4 separate regions of the Mus musculus genome follow, and regions 2, 3 and 4 are each linked to region 1. Evidence: chromatin contacts called from public HiChIP or PLAC-seq and promoter capture Hi-C data. All regions are on one chromosome and are shown on one strand. The core of a region is the stretch at or near the end of the contact, and the rest is flanking DNA. Distances in the headings are between cores, read along the strand shown.

The links. Promoter capture Hi-C pulls out the DNA fragments that hold promoters and counts their contacts. HiChIP or PLAC-seq counts read pairs in DNA pulled down with a chosen protein or histone mark.
Region 2: a contact with region 1 is called in a promoter capture Hi-C map of liver, with 8 times the contacts expected there. The contact joins the promoter of Mink1 here to the promoter of Aloxe3 in region 1. A contact is called at or near these places in 1 of 39 promoter capture datasets (liver) and 1 of 484 Hi-C or Micro-C datasets (B cells).
Region 3: a contact with region 1 is called in a FOXA1 HiChIP or PLAC-seq map of pancreatic cancer cells. The contact joins the promoter of Arrb2 here to the promoter of Aloxe3 in region 1. A contact is called at or near these places in 1 of 39 promoter capture datasets (liver), 1 of 115 datasets of contacts at active chromatin or transcription factors (pancreatic cancer cells) and 2 of 9 other capture datasets (adipose tissue and liver).
Region 4: a promoter capture Hi-C map of liver shows a contact between it and region 1, with 4 times the contacts expected there. The contact joins the promoter of Pelp1 here to the promoter of Aloxe3 in region 1. A contact is called at or near these places in 2 of 39 promoter capture datasets (both in liver).

Annotation. Positions count from the first base shown.
Region 1 is chr11:69,124,439-69,128,210 of GRCm38.p6, forward strand. Aloxe3 (arachidonate lipoxygenase 3) reads left to right here and starts at 1,939. Exons shown (of 15, transcript NM_011786.2): 1 at 1,939-2,111; 2 at 2,888-3,092. The coding sequence starts at 1,965. n-TKctt27 (a tRNA gene) reads right to left here and starts at 810; the gene lies at 738-810. It overlaps n-TQctg6 (a tRNA gene), which reads right to left and starts at 240; the gene lies at 169-240.
Region 2 is chr11:70,561,189-70,564,960 of GRCm38.p6, forward strand. Mink1 (misshapen-like kinase 1 (zebrafish)) reads left to right here and starts at 1,693. Exons shown (of 33, transcript NM_001045964.1): 1 at 1,693-1,938. The coding sequence starts at 1,882.
Region 3 is chr11:70,430,619-70,434,390 of GRCm38.p6, forward strand. Arrb2 (arrestin, beta 2) reads left to right here and starts at 1,962. Exons shown (of 15, transcript NM_145429.5): 1 at 1,962-2,135. The coding sequence starts at 2,113.
Region 4 is chr11:70,408,459-70,412,230 of GRCm38.p6, forward strand. It overlaps Pelp1 (proline, glutamic acid and leucine rich protein 1), which reads right to left and starts at 1,573. Exons shown (of 17, transcript NM_029231.4): 1 at 1,306-1,573. The coding sequence starts at 1,554.

The sequences.
Region 1 (3,772 bases), core at 689-3,188:
GTGACAAACATTGTTGAAATAAGTATTCTTATACACTAATTCAGCGCAGATCTTGGTGTATATAAGTGTAATTTAAAAAATTATACTAGAATATCTGTAACAGACATACTAAGCATGAAAAATTACAAACAAATATATTTATTATGTTGATGTACTAGCAAAATGCTAAGGTTCCACCGAGATTTGAACTCGGATCGCTGGATTCAGAGTCCAGAGTGCTAACCATTACACCATGGAACCCCCTCTTCTGTAGTGCTCTCAGAAATTATATACATTATTCTATATCCCATTTTGCATATCACTCCATTTATTCAAACAAACCAAAACAAACACATGAAGCCAACTACTAAAATGTGATTATTGAGTACCTGAAATATGAGTGCTTTCTTCTAAACATGAAAATTAAGGAAGATAATTTAAAAATTCGTTAAAATGCGGATTTTAAAACACCAATTAGGGTTAAAATAAGATTTTCAAATATTGTAGTAAATGAAGTATATTATTAATATTAATAATATTAACTTCCCCATTTTCTTTTTACTCTCTTTGATGTATTCCTCGTTTGTATAGCTAGTACTTTAACGTAATGCTGTTCCCTCTTCTGATTGTTCGGAACTTACGTTCAATTTACATTTCCTTTTAAAAAGAATGCAATTACTTTGTTATTATAGAGCTATTGTCAAACAAGACAGCCTAACAATAGTGTTTGTAAGTGCAGATTCCCACAAAAAGCTAAGCGCCCGAACAGGGACTTGAACCCTGGACCCTCAGATTAAAAGTCTGATGCTCTACCGACTGAGCTATCCGGGCTCTTAGCAAAGCTCTCCACTTTTGCCTAAATGAATTTATTATGATACCTACGTATTCTTGTGTGTATTTAAAGGATGAAGTTCGTTTTTGTCCGAGACTCTGACTTACTGAAACCTAGTCGCTAACGCCTCGGCTTTTATTAGAAGTTAAGGAGGGCAGGAGCGCCACTCAAGCAGGAATCTAGAGGTGCCTAGACCAGCCACGCGGGGCCGCTGCGGGCCACAGGTTTCCCCGGTAGAGTCTATTTTTTTTCTTCCCTGGTCCTTGTGACCTATATCTTGGACACCTAGGGCATACAGGGTGCCTCCCACGGTTCAGCAGGCTGGCTGAGGGAGGACCTGGAGCGTAAAGAATGTCACATGAGGGCCTCCAGATGCTGTCGGGCAGGCTTCCACTCACTTGGCAGGCAGGTCCTATCTCAAAGGAGTGATTGAGGTCGGGAATAACAAAAACTGGAGACAGAGAGAAGACTAGACTTTAGGAGGAGATGGGTGGGTCGGTGGCAGGAAGGAGAACATGATGGCCTTGTCACGTGCTAAGATGTGTGTTATTCACTTGATTGTTGATGAGGTCACCTGGCATTTATGAATTGGTGCAGCTTTCCGATGCACGGTGTGATTCACGTGGGTGATTCACATGTAGGAATTCTGGTGTTCTGGTGCCCATTTCTGGTTTGGAAATAGGAGGAAAAGGCTCTAGGTGGAATCTGGGGAATGGGTGAACATGGGCTTCAGGACATTAGTCAAGCCACTGATCAGACACAAAGTAGTGTCCCAACACGCGTCACCTCCTCCCTGTCTTCCACTTGCCACTTGGTCCCTCCTTCCTTATTCCCTCCCTCACCAATGGGCCCAGGCTTCTGATATCCATCTGGATGAGCCAGCCAGAGGGACAGGCTGTGTCAGAGGCATGCAAACAAGTATTAGGGTGCAAGTCGGTGGGTGGGGATAGTACTCCCGAGCTACCAGCGGAGCTGCCGTGAGAGATCGAGAAAGAGAGAGAGCGCGCGCGAGCCCAGGAACGTCCTAGAGCTGGATCCTTCCTCAGGCCCACCCTTCCCCAGCCCCCAGCCTCCTGCCCAGGAGCTGACTCTCTCTTACCTGTAGCGTACCTTCTCTAGGCTAGCTACTGGTTTGGGGTTATTGGGTCCAGTCATGGCAGTATATCGGCTGTGTGTGACCACTGGTTCCTACCTGAAGGCTGGCACATTGGATAACATCTATGCTACATTGGTAGGCACCTGTGGTGAAAGCCCTAAGCAGAAGCTGGATCGCGTAGGCAGGGACTTCGCCTCTGGATCGGTGAGTACAGAGGAGAGATGGGGAACCTGAAGGAAGTGAGGATTATTCTTGTTGGATTCGTCAAGTCCTGCTGAACTCAGGATGCCTGCTATGTCCTGTGATCATTTTCTTTGACATCCCTGACTTTTGGGAGACGATAAACCATACCAATTGTTCTGAGACAGGGCTGTGGGGAAGGGCATTTGGAATGGATTCTGGGGACTTCCCCTAACTTCCTGGCTTCTCCTATCATTGTTGTTATTGTTATTATTTTCTGTGGTTTTTCCAGACAGGGTTTCTCTGTGTAGCCCTGGCTGTCCTAGAACTCTCTGTGTAGACCAGGCTGGCCTTGAACTTAGCAATCTGACTGCCTCTGCCTCCTGAGTGCAGGGGGAATTAAAAGCCACCACTGCCTGGCCTGGCTCCTCCCCTAATTGACACTAGGCTTTGACCAAATTGATTCCTCTGATCAGATCATGGGTCTCCTGTTCTTTGGGAGGGGTCTGCTTTGTCGGTCGCTAGTTTAGTTTGCTAATGACCCTACATGAAAGTGAACTACTGGCAGTGAGGGTAGGAATCCCTACAAAAATTCACTCAGGCACTGAGTATGGTGCCTGCTCCTCTCTGGATGGAGACGGGCTCTTTCTCTCAATCACACAAAGGAACCACATGGATCAACGACTGCTCAGGCCAATATCCCAGAAAGGTAGCGGTGTTGATGCACACTTCAGAGTGCAAAGATGTCCTCGACAGTTCCTGGTTGCTCAAAGGCCTGCTTGCTGCTTCCCTCACTCCAGGTTCAGAAGTATAAGGTGCGCTGTGAAGCAGAGCTGGGTGAGATCTTGCTGTTGCGCTTACACAAGGAGCGCTTTGCTTTCTTCTGCAAGGACCCTTGGTACTGCAGTCGAATCTGTGTCACTGCCCCCGATGGCTCTGCTGTCCACTTTCCCTGCTACCAGTGGATCGATGGCTACTGTACTGTGGAGCTGCGGCCAGGAACAGGTGGGCAAGGGACAGAGACTGCACAGTACTGCAGAGGCTTCGTGTGAGGTTAGGAATGGAGTCTCACAGAACTCGGCGCGTAGGGAATGTGACTGGGGTTAGGAATGCCGGGATCCCAAAGCAACAGTGTCTGATAAAGAGCACTGCTAAAGTCCTGACATGCAAGAGCTTCCTGGGTAGTGTTTATTGTTCTGGAGGTACACACAGACAGGCTCACACAGACAGACGGACACAGATAAGCACACACAGAGAGACTCACACTCCCATAGCAGGCAGCTAATGGTATCCCTCTGCATTTCTCCAGAATATGGTCTTCTGGAACTCAGAAAGGAATAAACGTACAAGCTAGATCTCAACAGGTAGAAAAGCCATGAATATTTAGAGAATTAACCTGCAAAGATCCTGTACCTTACTTTTTTCTAGCTTTTCTGGTGGGGATGAAGGGTCTGGGAAGTGAGTTAGGCTCTTTTGTTGAATTTTGGATTTCAAGGATACTGGTTTGAGCCCTTTCTTGCCTCCAGAACTCTTTGTTCCAAAGACGTAACACTGGGATTTTGTGTGTGTACAAGTATGCACGCGTTGTGTGTGTGTATGTTATGATAAGTCTCAGAGATGAGAGATGGGTGTCTGTGTTAGAGTGAGGTGAGTGAACATCATTCCACAGTCTACAATGACCTTTT
Region 2 (3,772 bases), core at 443-2,942, 1.4 Mb after region 1:
GCTGGGACCTCCCACATCAATGACCAGTTAAGAGAAGGCTTCACTGGCTTACCCACAGGCCAACCCGGTGAGGGTGTTTTCTCAGGTGAGGTTCCCTTTTCTCAAATTGCTCTAGCTTGTGTCAAGTTGACATAAAAGTAGTCAGCACAGCTGGAAGTTGGAGAATACTCCAGGGCAAAGAGAAGTAAGTGCAAAGACAGGTAAGAGGTGTTCTGGGGGCTTCAAGTAGAATATATTTCATTACATCTGGAGCAAGTTTAAGTATGGTTTATTAGAACATAAGACCAGAAAAGAAAAATATATATACATAAGGTCAAAGAAACAGCAGAATCTTGAAAGTCTTTGATATCACTACCCACAAGGCAGTGGGAGTCATCAAACGGTGTTTTTTTTTTTTTTTTTTTTTTTTCTCATTTTGTTTTTTTTTTTTTTCCCCCTGTCATTTTATAGTCCAGGCTAATAGAAAATGTAATCCTCCTGCCTCAGCTTCCTGAATGGTGGGGTTCAGAAAACCGTTTTAAACAGGACAATGATGCCAGATTTAAGTTTTAGAAAAAAAAATCACTTCTGGATAATGAAGAATTTAATCGAAGGTGCCAGGCAGAGAGGCCATGTGGGAAGGCCAAATGGGGATTGTGGCTTGCATATCAGGGGCAAGGTAAATGAGTCAGGAGAGTACCCGGAGCAAGTTTGAATGTGCACCCAAATGTGCCAAGAAGCCTCCAGAGAATTCAAGCTCACCTAAGCAATGTTTATATTCATTTTCAGAGGGAGTGTTAGTGTTGGAAGAGCTCTTGAAAACTCAGAACCTTCTCCCCTCAACTTCATAGAGAAAGAAAAGCCCAGAGGCAAATTTGCTTGCTCAGGGTCAGACAACACATTAGTCAGTGGCAGAACATGTCTGTCTATAGTTACAAAGCCTCACCCATCCTCTAGTGAGACTAACCGGCTGGAGGTGCTGTGCCAACAGGAGTAGATCTGAGGAGCTGGAAAAACATTTGAAGGGATTGGATACAGTTTCTTCTGCTTTACCACTAGCAACTCCAGGGATAGTTCTTTCCTGCAGAACACTGTGCTAAGAGAAGCAGATACAGACGTGTGCAGTAGGAGTGCCTATCTGCTCCCAACATCCCCACTCCAGCCTAGAAAGGGAGTAAAGGGCAGACAGTAGCCCCGTCCTTCCCTCCCACGTGGTTTCTCCAGCCAAGTTCTCACGGAGTGGCCCCTCCTTCAGCGGCTCCACTGTTACCATGGCAATTGGGTGGGTGGACAGCACGTCCTATCTAGAGGCCAGCAGCCCTCGCGTGGGGAGTTACCATAACAACCCCCCTAGTAATAGAGGGGGTTGGGTCCCGCCTCCCTTCCCCCGCAAATCGAGAGGTAGGTGGTTTGATTGGCAGCTGGGCACACGAAAGAGGGAAAGGGAAGAAAAGGAGTCAAATAAAGATCAACGAAGGAACTAGAGGAGAGGAGGCAACAATAATAAAAGGGGGAAAAGGAAGGGAAGGTGTATGCGCACGCGCACCAGCGGGTGGTCGCGCTCCTTCCACTCCAGGCTCTAGCGAGACTGGGTCCGCGCTCGCCCTCCGCCCGCTCTCCTGCGCCTGCGCGCAGGTGTCGGCGCCCCGCAGGAGGGGGCGCCCGGCGCGTTCGCGTCACGGTCGGCTCTGCGCGTGCGCAGGGCAGCCGGCGACTCGGGTTGCAGGCGCGCGGGTGAGAGCGCCTGTCAGCCGCTGGGTCGGTCCTCCCGCTGGCCCTCCCCCTCCCCGGCCTTCGGGGCAGGCGCGGTGGAGCCCGCCCCTCGAGTCCCCCGATGGGGGAGAAGCGGCGACGGCGGCAGCGGAGTGAGCGAGCCGGAGCGTGAGTGGCCCCGCGGCGGCCATGGGCGACCCAGCCCCCGCCCGCAGCCTGGACGACATCGACCTGTCTGCCCTGCGGGTGAGCACCACCCCAGCCTCGCGCCCGCGACCCCTGCCCTTACCCCGAGCTCTCGCCGCCCGGGGGTTCGCCCTCTGGAGATTCTGGGAGCCAGTTTGGTCCCCACCCTGTGCTGCCCTCCCCCACACTTGCGTGCCACCCCTACCTTGCTGCTGGGATCCGAGTCCCCTCCTTTATAGGCGTTTGAGGGTCACCTCTGGTGTCCCTAAACACAGCCCTGCATCACCTGCAGAGCCTTTCTTGTGTCCCCCCTCTCTCGGCCCTCATGTCTGCTTCCTCCACCTCCTCTTCTGGCTCCTGGAATTTTGACTTTGCAACTGCCTCAGCCTCCCCCTCATCCCTCGTTTTCTTCCTCGCCTACCCCTAAATTGCAAGTTGGGCGGATTTCACCTCCTCGCTCCACCCCACACACCTCCTACGTCTCCATCCCACGTTCACTTTCCCTATCCCTTTTCTCGTGTTTCAAGTGCAGCTTTTCAGACCCAGGCATTTCCGGTCTCGGGGTCCCTGAATATTACATTACTAACTCTGCAGCCGCGTGGGGCTGGGAGGACAGACAAGTGCACAGTGGGAGGAAGGGAAGCCTGGATTTCCTCGGAAACTCGGGCCGGAAGACGATGTTTACATACATGTACAAGCACACACACACACACACACAAACACACACGCACACACAACACGCTGCCTGAGGTCAGTAGGGAGGGAACTAGTGGGAGTGGAGGCAAAGGAGAGTTGGAGGGAGGGGTTCATTAGGGAAGCGGTTAAGAGGAAACAACTGTGTCAGGAATGCTTTCAAATAACCCATTTATTGTTCCACGTGGGGCACTTACTCTCTCTCCTCCCGGAATTTTCAGTTCAGCATTTGTAAGTGTTCTCTAGCGGGCAGCTTTGTCTTAAGGGCAACATAGAAATTTCAAGGTGAACCATTCCAGACTGTCTCCCAGGTGGTGTTTTGATTCCATGCCCGGTGAGCTTTCCCAACCGGCGGCGTAGGTGTAGCTAGAGCAGGATTCCCCACCTCATGCTTACCTTCTCAGAAGGTCTCTGTACACATTGGCTTCTGGCTTGTAAATTACCCAGGGAAAAGGCAGCCACCTCACAAGTGCCCCGGATATGACTGGAGGGGAGAGAGAATTGAAGAGAGCAGAGTCATGTTGTTAATTGGGTTTCTCTAGGTGACACAGTTTTTTTTTTTTTTTTTTTTTTTTTCCCTCCCTTGCCATTCAGGTCATAATTTGTTTGGTGCAACGTTGGGTTATGAGACCTGACTTACTGGAGATAACTTTCTGGAGAACAAGACTGAGTACTGGATCTCCCTCTTTCCTCTCTTCTCTCTCTCTCTCTCTCCCTCCCTCTCTTCTTCTGTCCCCCTCTCTCCTTCTCTCTCCCTCTGTGTGTGCCTGCGCTTGCTTTGACAGGGGAGGCTTTAGATCAGCTTAGTCAGTGTTTAAACTGGGATACTCGAGTCCTTTGGGATGTAAGATGGAAATCCAGGTTTTGAGTAAAGTTTTAATGTGCTTGCATTTGGAATGCAATTGCAAACTGAAGTTGTTGATTAACTCTGGCCGCAGGTTGTCTGGCTGTGGTGACCATAAAGAAACACTGTCACCCAGTGGGTAGGTGCAGGCAGTGACCTTTGATTTTTACCTCTGGTCCTCTACTGCTCTTTTCTCTTGGTTTCTCTGGTAACTTTATCCTGGGCCCCCAACTTGGGATTTCCAGAAAATTACTATTTGCCCTTGGACATGGTATTTCCCTCCGTGAAGTATGTTAGCCTCTTTCCATGCTTACTCCTCCGGGGGTTCCTCTCCTTCCCTTCTAGAGAACTGGGTGA
Region 3 (3,772 bases), core at 712-3,211, 1.3 Mb after region 1:
TGATCTTTAGCAAGGGTCAAATCTGAATAAATTCATGAGTCAAAAAGCTTACTGTTAAGAACTCGAGTACATTTAAGCTGACTGTGTTGCTTCAGGAGGCAGAGGCAGGGGGACCCCTGTGAGTTCCAGGCCACCCAGGGCTATAGAGTGAGACCTTGTCTCAAAGAATCATATTGGGGCTGAAGAGATGGCTCAGTGGTTAAGAGCACTTTTTGTTCTCACAGAGGATCTGGGTTCACTTTCTAGCACCCACGTGGAGGTTTATAACTGCCTGTAACTCTAGTTCCAGGGGATCTGATACCTCCATAGGCACTGTGCACACAAATGGTGATGACCATGCTTACATGCAGGCTAGCACTCAGACACATAAAGTGTAACACATTGTAACAATGAAAGAGCAGACTTAAAATGTGACAATAGAACGGGGGAGGGGTAAGCAGGTGTTAAACAAGGTCTATGTTTAAAAATTAAAGATGATCTGAGATTTTTTTTTCTCGTGTACATTGTTTTTCAAATGGAGAAAAGTGGAGAGAGAGGCATGAAGGTATTCCACTGAGGGGAAATGGGTAAGAGTAGAAGGAAGAGACCGAAGAGGAGAAAAACCTGTCTCTGTCAGTCACCCTTTTCACCCTCTGCCAAACCCAGTCAATGTTGCCCCAGCAACGAACCTCTAATATGGCCCCTCTGTTCCCCCTCCACTCCCTGTTCATCGTTTTCCCTTGACTAGCTTATCTTCTAGCGGTCTTGCTATGCTCTGTGTTACCGGAAAAGAGAAATCCCATCTCGACATTCCTCTGGTGAAAAACAAAATCCAATCAAATCATTGCTGGGCTGCGATTAAAGACAGAGCTTAGTGGTGAGTCCTTACCAAGCATGCGTGAGGCCTTAGCAGAAAATTACATTACATTAAATTAGATAAACACTACAGATCCTCAGGCTCTTTCTTTCACCTGCTATACAAAGCCTTCCGCAGTCTCTTCCTTCCACAGTCTGCAGCTCTCTGCCTCCTGCCATCTAACCCACAAGCACTCGTCTATAAAGAATGTCCTTTCCCCACTTCTGCCCATCCTTCAGAATGTCTGTCCTCAAATTTCCCATCCAATGGAGTGAGTGACTGCACTCCCTCCTCCCCCACGCTGGCCAAGCAAAGGCTTTTGGGCTTTTAGTTGCTTGATGTTCTGAGTCATACCTCTATTATAGCATTCCTGGGAGCATAATATAATACCTGTTCCTATGTCTCAAAGATCCCAGGAAAGTTAGGCCATGATAATTCATGTTTGGTCCCGATGGCTTGGCACAATGACTAACACGAAATGGAGAGGGAGGGAAGGATGAAGAAAATAAGAGATGGATGGAGTGGGTGAATGATAGCTAGGATAGACAGTCGAGATGACAAGGTCTGAAAAATGTTTTAATGTTTGACCCTGCACAAAAAAAAAAAAAAAAAAAAAAAAAAAAAAAAAAATCAAAGACGATACACCAGGGGGAGCTGAAGACCACAAGAACGCGGGAAAGGCAGGCCAAACGAGGCTGCAAGCTCAGGGATGAGCAGCGCGTCCCAAAGCAAGCATCATCACGCAACTGATACGGTGCATCCACGTGGGCAGCCCTTGGCCCTCAGAACTAGACAGCACTTGAGCTCATTCCCACCGCCCCCTCGATCCCGTCCCTCCTCCACTACAGTGAAAGCAAACAAAGGGGAGGTATCCCTGCAGGGCTACGGATACCAACGGCCAATCAGCTGCTTCTAATCTCCTCGAAGGCGGCCGCCTGCTTTTAAAGGGGCCCAATCTAGTTCTAAAAGCTTGAGGAGGGGCGGGGAGATCGGGAGTAGGGACGGCGCGGGGAGGCTTCCCCGAGGGAAACGGAGGGCGGAGGCGTGGGGCGGAGCCAGCTCGAGGAGGGCGGGCTGCGCCGCGGCGCGCGGGATCCGGCTGACGCAGCTGGCCCCGGCTCCCCGAGACCCAGACCGCGAGGGGAGGGGAAGGAGGAGAAAGAGTGAGGACGCGCGTGCGCAGTGGCGCGGGGAGGAGCGGGGACCTGGCAGCAGGCGAGGAGGCTGCGAGCGAGCCGCGAACCCGGCGGGCGGAGGGCGGCGAGCGCGCGCGCACCATGGGAGAAAAACCCGGGACCAGGTAAGGGAGGTGGGGCCGTGCCGCGGGGCATGGGCGGCTGCTCGTGGGGTGTGCCAGGTTGATCCACAGACAAGGACACCGGGGAAGAAACCCCGGGGCCGGACGCCTGGGTCCCTAGAGGGTAGCGGTCCGGGGCCGCAAGCCTTGGTCCTTGAGATATTGGAGTGGAGCGTGCGTGCTAGGGCTCCTGCAAAAAGCAAGACCTGATGGGGATCGGGAAACCCACGCCTGGGTTCTCGCAGAGATGTAGGAGTCGGACTACTGGGTTCTCTGTGCAGGCTGTGATGCAAGGGCGGAGGAAGGAGGAGCAGGTGGCCGGCCCCGAGGGGTTGTGTGCTGGGAGACTGGATGCTGGGAAGGGATTCCCCTAGACTCGTGCCCAACCAATGGAAAGCCTCCTGCCCAATACCCCACAGTCTGATTGCTCCCACCTGTCCCAAGGGCCCGATAGCTCTGCTACCAAACTTCTGCCTTCTAGGTTGCTAGGAGCAACAGCTTCTTCTTGAGAGAGAAGAGTGTGTAGGGACCCTCGCTGAAATTGGACTGTATTCCTCTCCTGGGGGTGGAGGGGAGAGGTAGTATCTCCCCTGGACACACATCCTCTCCCCGGATGTTCTCTGTGCAATCGAAGCTCCTTCCTTCCACTGATACCAGAGTTCTCTTTTTTGGTCTATAGCAAAATCCACTTCCTGTTGTGACCCAACACCCCCAAGAGGACATGGGGTGAATGCTTGAGTTCCAAAGGAGCAAGAGCTAAAGAATAGGTAGGGGCTATGTGCCTCAAGCCGGAGAGGACCAAGAATAAGGGCCTGATTATGAGCAGTGACTTCTGCAAAACATGGGATCAACCCCACCACTCCCACTGCCCTTAGAGTATGAGAAAGTAGGCATCTCAGCATTAAGAAGACCAATATCTGAGAGAGATGTCCACAGGGAAGACTGACCTCCTGGATTTGAGGTTAAACACCCCAGAGAAAGGGGAAGTCACTTACTTGGGGGGAGGCCCCCAAATTTCCGTTGTGTACTTCAGGGAGGGGGTAGATGGTCCAGAGAAAGACTGCTGACTTGGCATAATTCCCTACCATCTCATCAAATTCTGGGCCACAGGAAATGGAGAGAATGGCAGGAAGTGCTAAGAGGCATCTGCTTTAGCTGCACCCCCCCCCCCAAGCTGGGTACCTCCCTGGTCATTCCCTTACTCTGCCTCCTTGGCCAGCCTCAGTATGTGCCCACTGCCCGCTCCCTAACCAGGCAAGAGGTGGCTGGGGAAGATGTAGAGAGCAGATGCTCTGTAGTTACCCCAGGGCAATTGCCTGAGACACACTGGTTATGGCTGTCACAGGCTCTGTCAGGGCTCCCATTGGGGGAAAATACAGGGCAGGAAGAAACCAGAGGTAGAAGAGCTAGCCAGCCTAGGTGATGTCTGAGCTGTCAGCCCTAATTGGGACAGAAATTAGAGTGATTGTTCTAACTGCCACCATGTCCCAATGTGCCTTATTACTTGGGGATACGTAGGGGCGCCCTATGTATATGCCATATGACCCTAAGTATGACCCTGTGATGTATGGACAGCTTGGCTTTTGGGGAGGAAGAGACAAGTGGTTTTCTGAGCAGACATTTACATGGTGCTTGAAGGG
Region 4 (3,772 bases), core at 323-2,822, 1.3 Mb after region 1:
CACTGAAAAAAAATCAGAGAGATTTCTAAAACACACAAAACAAACAAAAGACCATTAGGAGGGCAGATTTAACTGTAGTATTCCCAACTGTCTGAGGAGTACAATGAATATAAGCCACCCAATCCTGCCTTCCAGAGCCCATCCGAAAGCCAGCCATAGTAGTATAAGCATCTATAATCGCAGCGTCCCCTACTGAGAAACACAAGGTAAAACCAAAGAGCATCAACATAAACACTCGGGCTAGACAGTCCACCACTGGCAAGAGACCTTGTCTTGACACAGGAACCTTAGGACCTAAACGTTCCTATGACTTTGATGTGTGCACCGTTGCTACCCTTGGCCCATAACCACTAACATAAACACACATACAGCTGAACAAGATGGCGGATGCCCAGCCACAGGCAGCTGGATCTCGGGGAGTTCTAGGCCAGCCTGGTCTACATAGTTCCAGACCAGCCAGAGCCACATAGTGAGACTTTGCCTCCATAAGAAAAAAAAAAAAAAAAAAAAAAAGGCAGAACTTCACAGACTGCTTATGGAAGTGTGTAAGAAACCACATATCGAGGATGGCACTTGGGTTTCTAGCTTGTAGGAACTGAACGCATGTGAATATTTTGTGCACAGGCTCCTAACCAGGTAGACAACATATTGTCTACCGCCTACCTCACCAGCCTCAACTCTACCCACTCTCTTTAACCACCTAAACCCCGAACCCAAACATTGCCCTCATTTTCCAACCCGTCCTACACGAGTGTTCCTCTAACGTTTCAACTACCCCTTCTAATTTTCTTTCACTACCTAACCCCTGTTCATCTTAAACTCCAGGTCTTTTGGAGAAATCTCTAAATACTCTCTCTACACCGGTTTAGGAAACTCATACCAGATTTAGTTTCGTGTTATGGCATTTTGCTCATCGCCACTATGACTGGAATTGGAGCGCCGAGTAGGAAGGGGTAGGCCCTTGGCTGAGAGCTAGTAAATGTTTGTGTTCAATTACCCTGGGAAAACGCCGCCAAAAGAAGTTTCGCTGAGGACTGAACTAGTCAGGGGACCTGGGATGGAACCGAGCCCCTTCATTGCTTTGTGCTTATCAATGACCTAACAGAAAAGGGGCCTAATACTGCTCTGGGGAACGCGCAGGTAATGAAGTCTGTGGATCGCGTCCTCAATGGTTAAGTGGCTCTATTCTCCACTCTCGGCTCTCCTCGAGCTCACAGCTCCAGTGTCAGCTTCAGGAAGGCGGGACCACGGTGCCCAGCCGCCTCACCAGCCTTTCCACGGTGACCGCGGGAGCCACAGACTTACCTGCGCCCCACCTGCCGTCCCATGCAGCCTCAATAAGCACATGAGCCCGGGCAAATGCGGGGCCCACTGGATTGGGGGATGCACAGGGGCCACGGGGGACGCCGTTCGCGGCTGTAACAACCCGGAAATGCTCTCTAACAGCAGCAGACGCAGACGCGGGCCGGATCCCACCGCAGAGAGACCCCCGGGCCCGCCAGGAGCCCCAGCTGGGGAGCCCGCAGAGGCCCCACTAAGAACGGCCGCCGCCATCTTCACAGGCTCGAGCAATGGCGTGGCGTGATGACGCAAACATAAGTGCGACGCACGCCGCTCGGGGAGGGGTCTTGAGGAGGGGGCTGCGGCCTGCTGGGCTGGATGAATGAGGGCTGGCGCCCTGCGGCAGGAGGGGGCATGCGCAATGTGGGCGAGCGCCAGCGTTGGGGCGGCTTGCAAACTGCTAACCCGGGCTGAGCGCTGTAGGGCGGGGCGGAGGCGTTGCTGCGCAGGCCGGACACGTGGTCTGCAGGAAAGGCGCGGGAGTCTGAAAGATCTCAGTCCAGCGTGGCTTCTGGTCACCTTCTCCCTGGGCTTAGTAATCCTATCTAAGGAGCCAACCCCAAGTCTGAAATCTGGAACGTTCTAAACTGCTTTTCCAACAATGGAAAAACAAGCTCAAACAGTGCACATGCCACAAAGTAGCAGAGGTGTCACTCTGTCCCCAAGACACACCCACAGTCATTTGTGTATTTACATTACTATACACAGTTGTTTTGTTTTTTGAGACAGGGCCCTGGCTGTTCTGGAAATCACTTTGTAGACCAGGCTGACCTCCAACTCAGAAATCCACCTGCCTCTGCCTCCCTAGTGCTGGGATTAAAGGCGTGCGCCACCACGCCCGGCTAACCTATCACTTTCAAAGGCCTCAGCATTGCCTTATTTCCTCCCTCTGCAGTCTGTACACCACACAAAAGCCGAATTGGGCTTTTCTGATATAAGCCAGTTCTTTGTTTTGTTGTTTTTGCTTTTTAACAGGCTGGCCTCAGACATGATGTGGCAATATTCCTGCCTCAGGCTCACAAGTTCAAATGCTGACATTACAGATTGGAGCCAAGAAAGCTTGTCCTTCCCAGTTTAGAGTCCTTCTGTAGCTTCTAGAGATAAGAATATTAACTGGGTGGTGGTGGCACACGCCTTTAATCCCAGCATATTGGGAGGCAGACGCAGGCAGATTTCTGAGTTCAAGGCCAGCCTGGTCTACAAAGTGAGCTCCAGGACAGCCAGGGCTACACAGAGAAACCCTGTCTCAAAAAAACAAACAAAAAAAGATAAGAATATTTCCCTACACAGACTAGAATCTATACCACCTGACCTCAGGCTGTACAAGCACTTCTTTCTTCCTCTGGTCTTTTGTTGTTTTGTTTTAGGGGTGGAGAGATGTTTGAGGTTTTGTTTTGTTTTGTTTCTTCTCCTAGTCTTGGACTAAACTAGCCTTCTTTCTATCCTCCAGCAACATCAATTCCAAGGCCTTTGCACAGACTTCCAATTTTGCCGACAGGCTTGTTGCCATTCTTAGAAAAGTTTTTCTTCCAATCTCTATCACACACACACACACACACACACACACACACACACATACACATACACACACTTTTAAAGTCAAGGTAACCTCCCCTTGAAGGTAACTTCCTATGAAATTAAGGATGGGGTCTGGGGATATGGCTCAGTGGTTAAGAGCACTGACTGCACTTCCAAAGGTCCTGAGTTCAAGTCCCAGCAACCATATGGTGGCTCACAACCATCTGTAATGAGATCTGACTCCCTCTTCTAGAGTGTCTGAAGATAGCTACAGTGTACTTACATATAATAAATAAACAAATAAATAAATAAATAAATAAATAAAAATTAAGGATGGCATCAAATTTCTGACTCTCCTAGCTCTCCCTCCCAAGCACTGGGATCCCAGGCCTGTGCCACCACACCCAGTTCCCTCTGTGCTAGGGCTGGAACCCAGGGCCTTATGCATGCTCCGTAGGCATTTGACCAAGTGAGCTAAATCCTGGTCCTTATTTTTGACTTTTTCTTCCATTTCAATTGTGTGTGTGTGTGTGTGTGTGTGTGTGTGTGAGAGAGAGAGAGAGACAGAGACAGAGACAGAGACAGACAGAGAGAGACAGAGACAGAGGCATGGAGAAAGGAGATTTTATTTTGGAGGTACTTTGAGACAAGGTCTCTCTATGTAGGCCAGGCTGACCTCAAGCTTGCAGCAAATGATGAACCAGCCTGACTCCATCTTAAGATTGAAAGCCATCTTATTACAAGGTCAAACTAAGCTCATCCTGTCTTCTATGAGACTTGGGTTTGACCATGCCGTGACCTATTTTCTGAAATTTGACATGTTCCACACCCTATACCCTAATCTCCACCCTGATGAGATGTTCTGCCAAATAATTTTGAAATGGTCTGGCAAGTTCCTACATAACCAAAAACT